Linked DNA regions of Mus musculus: region 2 is linked to region 1. A link is a contact called in public promoter capture Hi-C data. All regions are on one chromosome and are shown on one strand. The core of a region is the stretch at or near the end of the contact, and the rest is flanking DNA. Distances in the headings are between cores, read along the strand shown. Region 1 holds the start of Zfp128 (zinc finger protein 128). Region 2 holds the start of AI987944 (expressed sequence AI987944).

Region 1 (3,762 bases), core at 763-3,262:
TCTAAGGCTAGATAAAAGGCCACAAGGCAAGGAGTGCCGGGGCTACAGCTCTTATAGTTGGAAAAGCAGAGAACATCCCCTAGAACTTGGTGGAAGTATGGCTCTGCTTAGTTTAGTGGTGCTCATTTCTGACTTCTCATCTCTAGACTGTGTCCCCCCCACCCTCCCCGCACCTTTTTTTTTTTTTTTAATTCTGAGAGAGGGTCCAGCCTGGCTTTGAATTTATCATCTTCCTGCCTCAGTCACTCATGTTGCTGGATTATATGCATGCGTCACCACTCTTGGCTTACAATGTACATTGTCTTTTGCCACACATTTTGTAAATACTTGCTACAGCAACCACAAGAAACTAATGTACTAGACCTCTAGGGTCTCCTTATTTGGTCCTTGCTCCTGTGGAGGCTAGTCTCCAAAATGGCCCCTTAGTAACCCCCCCTCCCCTCCCCACCCCCGATCTGCATGCAACCATGCTGACTTCTATAACTGATAGGATACTGTGGAAATGACAGCATAAAGTCTGAGCTGAGGTCACAGGTGACAACACAGCTTCTACCTTGCCATCTTCTGGATCACACCACTCTATAGGAAACTTCACTTTACACAGTGAGACCTAAGTGCTTCATAGCAAGGCCTACAAGGAGAAACACTGAGTTCTCCTGCCAACAGCATGTGAATGAACTATCTTGACAGTGGGTCTTCTAGGCTCTGATAAGTCTCAAGTAATAACTGTTGGACTGTCATTTTGAATATAACTTTAAGAGCCTAGGGTAGATCCATAAACTAAGTCACTCTTGATTTCCTACCCCATCAGAAACCATGAAGTAGTGTTTATTTCAGGTCTCACTACGTTTTGTGTGTACTACCTGAAACACGACAACAGATTGATTAAACACACCTCTTTTCCCGCCCGTCTCATCGCTTACTCCTTGACAAACTGTCAGCCTCATGACGGTTACCTGAGACTTGACTGGGGCTGGCGAATCCACCTTCACTATGGCTCATTCATATAGCTGTTGATAGGCCTCAGTTCTCAGTTCTACACTCTGGTCACATTTCATGAAAAACTGAGATGACATGAATCTGATCATTTGCAATCTAAGACTATCATAAGCTTACTTTTCACACCAAATGTAATTAACGCAAATTTCCCCCAAGCAAACCAAATACCCACCTCCTGACCTCCAGAGCATAATTTCAAAGTTGCAGAACTTATGTATGAAATGGTCTTGGCTTCTGCTAGGTGAACTACGGTGAACAGAATAAGCAATTTGTCTACAAGTGCAGACTTTGATGATCAGGAGCTAGACAAACACTGATAGCCACACCTACCAGTTTTCCCAAGGCCCAGAAGGGCGTGACCCTTACTAGTTACTTCTGTTTTCCTAACTTGGTACCTCTGCCCCGTGAAGTTATGCCTTACTTGCAAAATAGGGGTCATGGTGCGGAGGTTCCCTTAAAAGTCGGTTGATTCTGCGCCTTAGGACATGTTTTGAGGACCGTACCCGCAATGTGGTTGCTCTGTAATGCTAGCCAGTCACCTGTCATCTCCGAGAACCGTCTTTCGGGATAAATGGGAGGGCGTTGGCCAGAGTGGGATCGAACCCCTGAGCAGAGCCTGTCAGTCCTCAGGGAAATGACCACCCTCCTCCCCTCCACCCCATGGCACGCAGACAGGAGGCTGAAGCATGCACACAGAGGGAACTAGATTTGGACCCAGGCTCGGAGGCTGAGCCACAGCGCTTGTTTCTCTTGTGGAAAAAGCGCCGCGGGTTACAGGTCACTCTGTCGGGGACAGCAGGACTCGGAGTCCAATCTGTCCTTTTTGTTACCTGAAGTTGTGTTGCTTGCGGCCGCGAGGCCATTGCCACTGTTGCTGCTTTGTCCTGGTGGTCCATTCCAGGCCAACAGGTTAGCCACAGACGTCCAAGGACACCCTAATTTTAAACTCAGCCCCGTCCTGGGGACCACCCGACTGGCCTCCCGCTGGACAATGGCGGCAGCGCCAGGGACACTGAGACTACAATTCCCAGAAGGCCACGCGCCGAGACGCAGCACTTAACCAATGGAAGCTAGCGCCAGCCCAACGTTGACCAATCGGGGAAGGCCTGGCCTCTGGTCTAAGGGAGTGCAACCACTCACAGGTCTTGTTTAAGGATCAGGTCTGGGTACCAGCAGAGGTCAGCTTACATTCCGTTACCTGCGGGTGCGGGCATCACTTGGGCTTCGAGTTGCCTGGAAAATAATCCTCCCGCCCTGACGGCTGAGTTCAGGGCATATATGCATCTGCACCGTGAGTTGGGCGCGCAGCGGCAAGGTCTTGGTGTTAGAATTGGTCAATCTGACCTGCTGCTGGAATTTTTTGTTTTGTTGGTTTTTTTGTTTTGTTTTGTTTTTTGGTTTTTTGGTTTTTCGAGACAGGGTTTCTTCTCTGTATAGCCCTGGCTGTCCTGGAACTCACTTTGTAGACCAGACTGGCCTCGAACTCAGAAATCTGCCTGCCTCTGCCTCCTGAGTGCTGGGATTAAAGGCGTGCACCACCACACCCGGCTGCCCGGCAGGCAGATTTCTGATTCCTGCCCAGTCTGGTGTACAGAGTGAGTTCCAGGACAGCCAGGGCTACAAAACCCTGCCTTGAAAAGGGAAAGAAAGAAGGAAAGAGAGAAAGAGGAAAAGAGAGAAAGGAAGGAAAGAAGGAAGGAAAGAAGGAAGGAAACAATGGGCTTTTGCTAGTTTTCACTAGGTTGATGATGTAATAGAAAAAGACCAAAAATACACTATACCCTTAAAGAGACAGAGACTATCAGGTGTAGAACAGCAGGCTCTGCCCTTCCTCCACTATCCCCACTCCCCAGTACTGGATATTGAACCTAGGTCTTTATGCAAGAGTGGTAAGTGCTCTAATACAGAGCTGCAGTCCAGCAAACAGCAGGTCCTTTTATTCTCATCCTCCCTTCTCTGTCTCTCCCTCCTTTCAGCCTAGTAGTTTCCTTTGTTCTCTCCTGGCATCTTCCTCACCAGTCTGACAATGACAGTAGTGTCATAACTGGTGCTCTGGGTCTGGGCTGGGCATTTCTAGGTTCTTGGCCTCTTTTCCAAAGAATTGAATTTAAGAGCTTACAGAAAAAAAGTAAGATAATGTTATTTGAGTAAAAGTGAAATTACATATTATGTAGGTATGCTATTAAAGATTGACAATGAGTTATGGGAGTGAAGATTCTCAGTGTCCAGATTATTGCTCAGGGCTTCCTTTTATAGGGTTCAGGAGAAGGGGGTGCTGATTACTAGATATGTAGTTTGGGTGGTTCTCTACTCTGATTGATAGAGTAAGTCATATATTCGTTTTCTCTACTGTGCATGTCCTTTTTATAATGCATCTGATTTTAAACATAAGTGTGCCCTTATGTATCAGCATAAGGTAAATAGGAGGGTCTCCCTAAAAGTAACAGAGGGCACAGTTTTCCTTTCTTGTGTATGCATCTGAAACTAGGTCAGGCCAGATCAGCTTTTCCATTCTTCATACACAGACAATGCTGAGAATATACTTGAATGGAAACTGTCTAATTTGAACATTGCCAAGGACGGGAAAACTTATACTACTGTTCAGAGATGGAAGTATGGGTAGCCTGATATAGCTAGAAGTTCTGAGGTTACTAGAGGCATTGTTTGGAGAGGTGTGTGTGTGTGTGTATAGTATGTGACACTGAAGGCTCCCAAGTGTGTTACTGCAAGAGGACTGTGTCTTCATAATCTCAAATCAAATAG
Region 2 (3,388 bases), core at 489-2,988, about 29 Mb before region 1:
GCTTTCCTGCCAGCTAGACAGAGGTAGGAGCAGGCAAAAGAAGGGCCTGCGACTGTAGGTAGACTGAAAGGTAGAGTCTTTGGCTCCTGGATACCATCCCAAGTCAGAGCATCACAAATTCAGAGGCTCAGCTTCACTAGACAGATCATACAAAGACAGATCTGATATATAAGACAACAATATTTAAAATTGGTCTTTGCTACTTCTAGGTCCATCAGTCCTTATATTGTGTGTTTGTTTAATTTAGACGCCCCCTAAATAGTAACCCACGAGGACAGACCGGATGTGGACAAGTCACAAAACAGACAACAGTAAAGACTGAATTGGTGTCGCACAGAGGTTTCACCAGACTGATTATGACAATTTTACCAATAGGATTGTGTTTCAACTGATTTCTTGTATAATCCCTGGACTGCCTGGTATCCTCTGGAAATTGCTTTGTTGAACAGCCTAGGCGTTGGAACCCAGGTGAAGTTGCCACATACTGGGCCACTGCAGTTTCTGTCACCCAGCGTCAGTAGATGGCATTTCCAAGGCTCCAAGGCAAATAACGGATCAGAAAATAACTGATGGCCTTGGATGAACTTCCAACTACGCAGAAATTACTCAATAAATAAATACATAAAAATAAAGAATAAAAAAGTAAAATAAAAAAATAGGCGTCTCCCAATTGCCCGAATGGGGTGTACAAACCCCATCAATTTCACCCTGTTTATCAGACAGGGTATCTCTTAACCATAATCCAGGAACCAACAGGAAGCTTACTGTTTAGAGTCTGCCATTCACCTTGGGATTCTGCAGAGGGAATGCATTTCCTGGAGACCCTAGACACAGCTGGGTCAGCCCACCCCTCCATTATCCGGGATGAAAAGAGAATTTGGGGCTTTTTCTCTTCCTCCTCCTCCTCCTCCTCCTCCTCCTCCTCCTCCTCCTCCTCCTCCTCCTCCTCCTCCTCCTCCTCCTCCTCCTCCTCCTCCTCCTCCCCTCCTCCTCATCCTCCTCCTCCTCCTCCCCCCCCCCTCCTCCTCCTCCCCCCCCCCCACCACCATTTCGGTCCAAATTAAAAGCAACAGTTTATTAAATATTAGGTACTGACCAAGAGATGGACCTGGGTCAGAAATATCCGCAGAATTTCCCAGCCGGAATAGCCCCCGGTCACATATTGTAGGGGTTTATACAGATAATCAATTTGGCCACCGCACTTTCTCACGAGGGTTACTTAGAAAAAAAAACTACAATTCCCAGAATCGCTAGAAGTTACCTGGCTCCTGGGCCGGTAACGCTTACAGGCTAATTTTGGCAATTACATACGCAAGCTTGATTTCCATTACATATCCACCTTCATTTCCGGAGGAAGAAAGGGAAGTGCCTAATGAATAAAGCAAAGGTAGTTCAAGCAAGCTCCAGATTTCCCGATTTAGAGAGCTAGGGAGGGCAGGGTCAATTCCTACAAAGGGGAGGAGCAGCCCGAGCTGACGCGGTGGGTTCTCCCCAGAGCTGGATGGGAAGACAGACGGGTATGCTTTTGGAAAACAGGCACAAGCGCTACTGAAATTCAAATCTCTGTGTATCTGCAGAAAGAATGATACTGTAGTGGAAGACCAGGCCAGCAACCAAGCGGAGTCCCATCTGCACATTCTAACCCTAAGGGAGGTTTAATGGCCAATCAGAACCTTGAGGTGGAGCTGTTCATGTTACGCAAGACTTAGTGACCAATCGGAGCCTTGGGGTGGATTTGTCAGTCAGGAGAGAAGGCGGGACCTTCCGGGTTCCTTGCGGCAGTTTCAGCTCTATAACGGACCCTGCTGGAAAAGTTCTGATTGTTTTTCTCTAAGCGCTGCTGCTGGGTGCTGTGAGGGAAGCTCTAGCAAGTTGCTAATTCGCGACATGGTGAGTGCAGAGCCACTGCCCACAGAGGGAAGGAGCAGGCAGTTGTGTAGCAGAAGTTGGTATGGTGGCTTGTCCCTGGGTCTGGGTGGTAAGTGTGGCCAGATCTGACCACCTGTTACTTCCCTTTTTGTCCTAGTCATTCCCTGAACCCAGCGGTGGGCTGTGAATAACTTCACTATGAGGGCGGCATCTGCTCAAAGCATCTGGCTCAGAGACTTGTGTGTGGAAACATCCTTAGCAGGATGTCAAACTCAGAGAGGCCTAGTTTCTCTACTTCTAAAAGTTAACTCCCCCATCATTTAACATTTAGCTGTAAGACCTATTTGGAGTTAATTCTGTAGAAGTTATAAAAGGCATCTCATGTTGGGTAGCACTCCCATATCAAACTGTGGTGTAGAAGAGTAGAATTGATGATGTTAAAGGATTTACCAATGCTTAGGAGATAGTTAAGCGACAGCAAGTAGAGTTTAGCTGAGGGAGGAATGCCTCTGAGACACCCTACAGATAAGTAGTGTGCTAACCAGACCCGTTAGAGATCAGGATGCTAGGATAGATATATTTGTTCACTAGGATTGTCCAGAAAAGTGCTCCAGTGCTTAACAAAGGAGGCTACTCTGATTGACAACCAGCCACTAGGGCCATCCTCATAGCAAAGAACTGGCTGCTCAAGGGAGCGTTATAGAGTCCCAATCAACATTAAAGGCTGTTTATCACAAAGTGCTGCTAGTTTTCTTCTTGAGAAAAAGCATAGTTCTGCCATATTCGCAGGAGAACACCGGCTGGCAACTCTTTGAAAAGGGAAAACACTGTTGGGTCCAGGACTGGCTTGATCAAGCAAGGCTTTCTGTGAGGCCCTTATGTATAGAAAATGGCATAGCTCTTTCTCAAACCCAGGAACATGCTTGACAGAGCCAGGTAGGCCCTCATGTATTGAGAGTAAAATAGAACTTTTCTTTTTCTTTTTCCTTTTTTTCTTCCTTTGTCTTTATTATTAGTAGTAATTATTTTACTTATTTACATTCAAATGTTGTCCCTTCCTGGTCTCCCCTCCACAACCTCCATCCCATCCCCTCCCCTTTGCCTCTATGAGGGTTCCTACCCACTCACCCACTCCTGCCTCACCCTTCTAGCATCCCCCCCTACCCCCAGGGGGGCAACAAGCTTCCACAAGACCAAGCTCCTCCCCTCCCATTGATGTTAGTTAAGGCAGTCCTCTGCTACTGCTACATATGTAGCAGGAGCCATGAACCCACTCATATATACTCTTTGGTTGGTGGTTTAGTTCCTGGGGGCACTGATGGGTCTTGTACTGGCTAGTTTTGTGTCAACTTGACACAGCTGGAGTTATCACAGAAAAAGGAGCTTCAGTTGGGGAAATGCCTCCATGAGATCCAACTGTAAGGCATTTTCTCAATTAGTGATCAAGGGGGAAAGGCCCCTTGTGGGTGGGACCATCTCTGGGCTGGTAGTCTTGGTTCTGTAAGAGAGCAGGCTGAGC

The links. Promoter capture Hi-C pulls out the DNA fragments that hold promoters and counts their contacts.
Region 2: a contact with region 1 is called in a promoter capture Hi-C map of pre-B cells. The contact joins the promoter of AI987944 here to the promoter of Zfp128 in region 1. A contact is called at or near these places in 2 of 39 promoter capture datasets (cranial neural crest and pre-B cells).

What each region holds. Positions count from the first base shown.
Region 1 is chr7:12,879,428-12,883,189 of GRCm38.p6, reverse strand. Zfp128 (zinc finger protein 128) reads right to left here and starts at 2,012. Exons shown (of 4, transcript NM_153802.4): 1 at 1,830-2,012. The coding sequence starts at 1,895.
Region 2 is chr7:41,391,729-41,395,116 of GRCm38.p6, reverse strand. It overlaps AI987944 (expressed sequence AI987944), which reads left to right and starts at 1,738. Exons shown (of 5, transcript NM_001199330.1): 1 at 1,738-1,890. Gm17102 (predicted gene 17102) reads right to left here and starts at 1,419. Exons shown (of 2, transcript NR_166533.1): 1 at 1,097-1,419.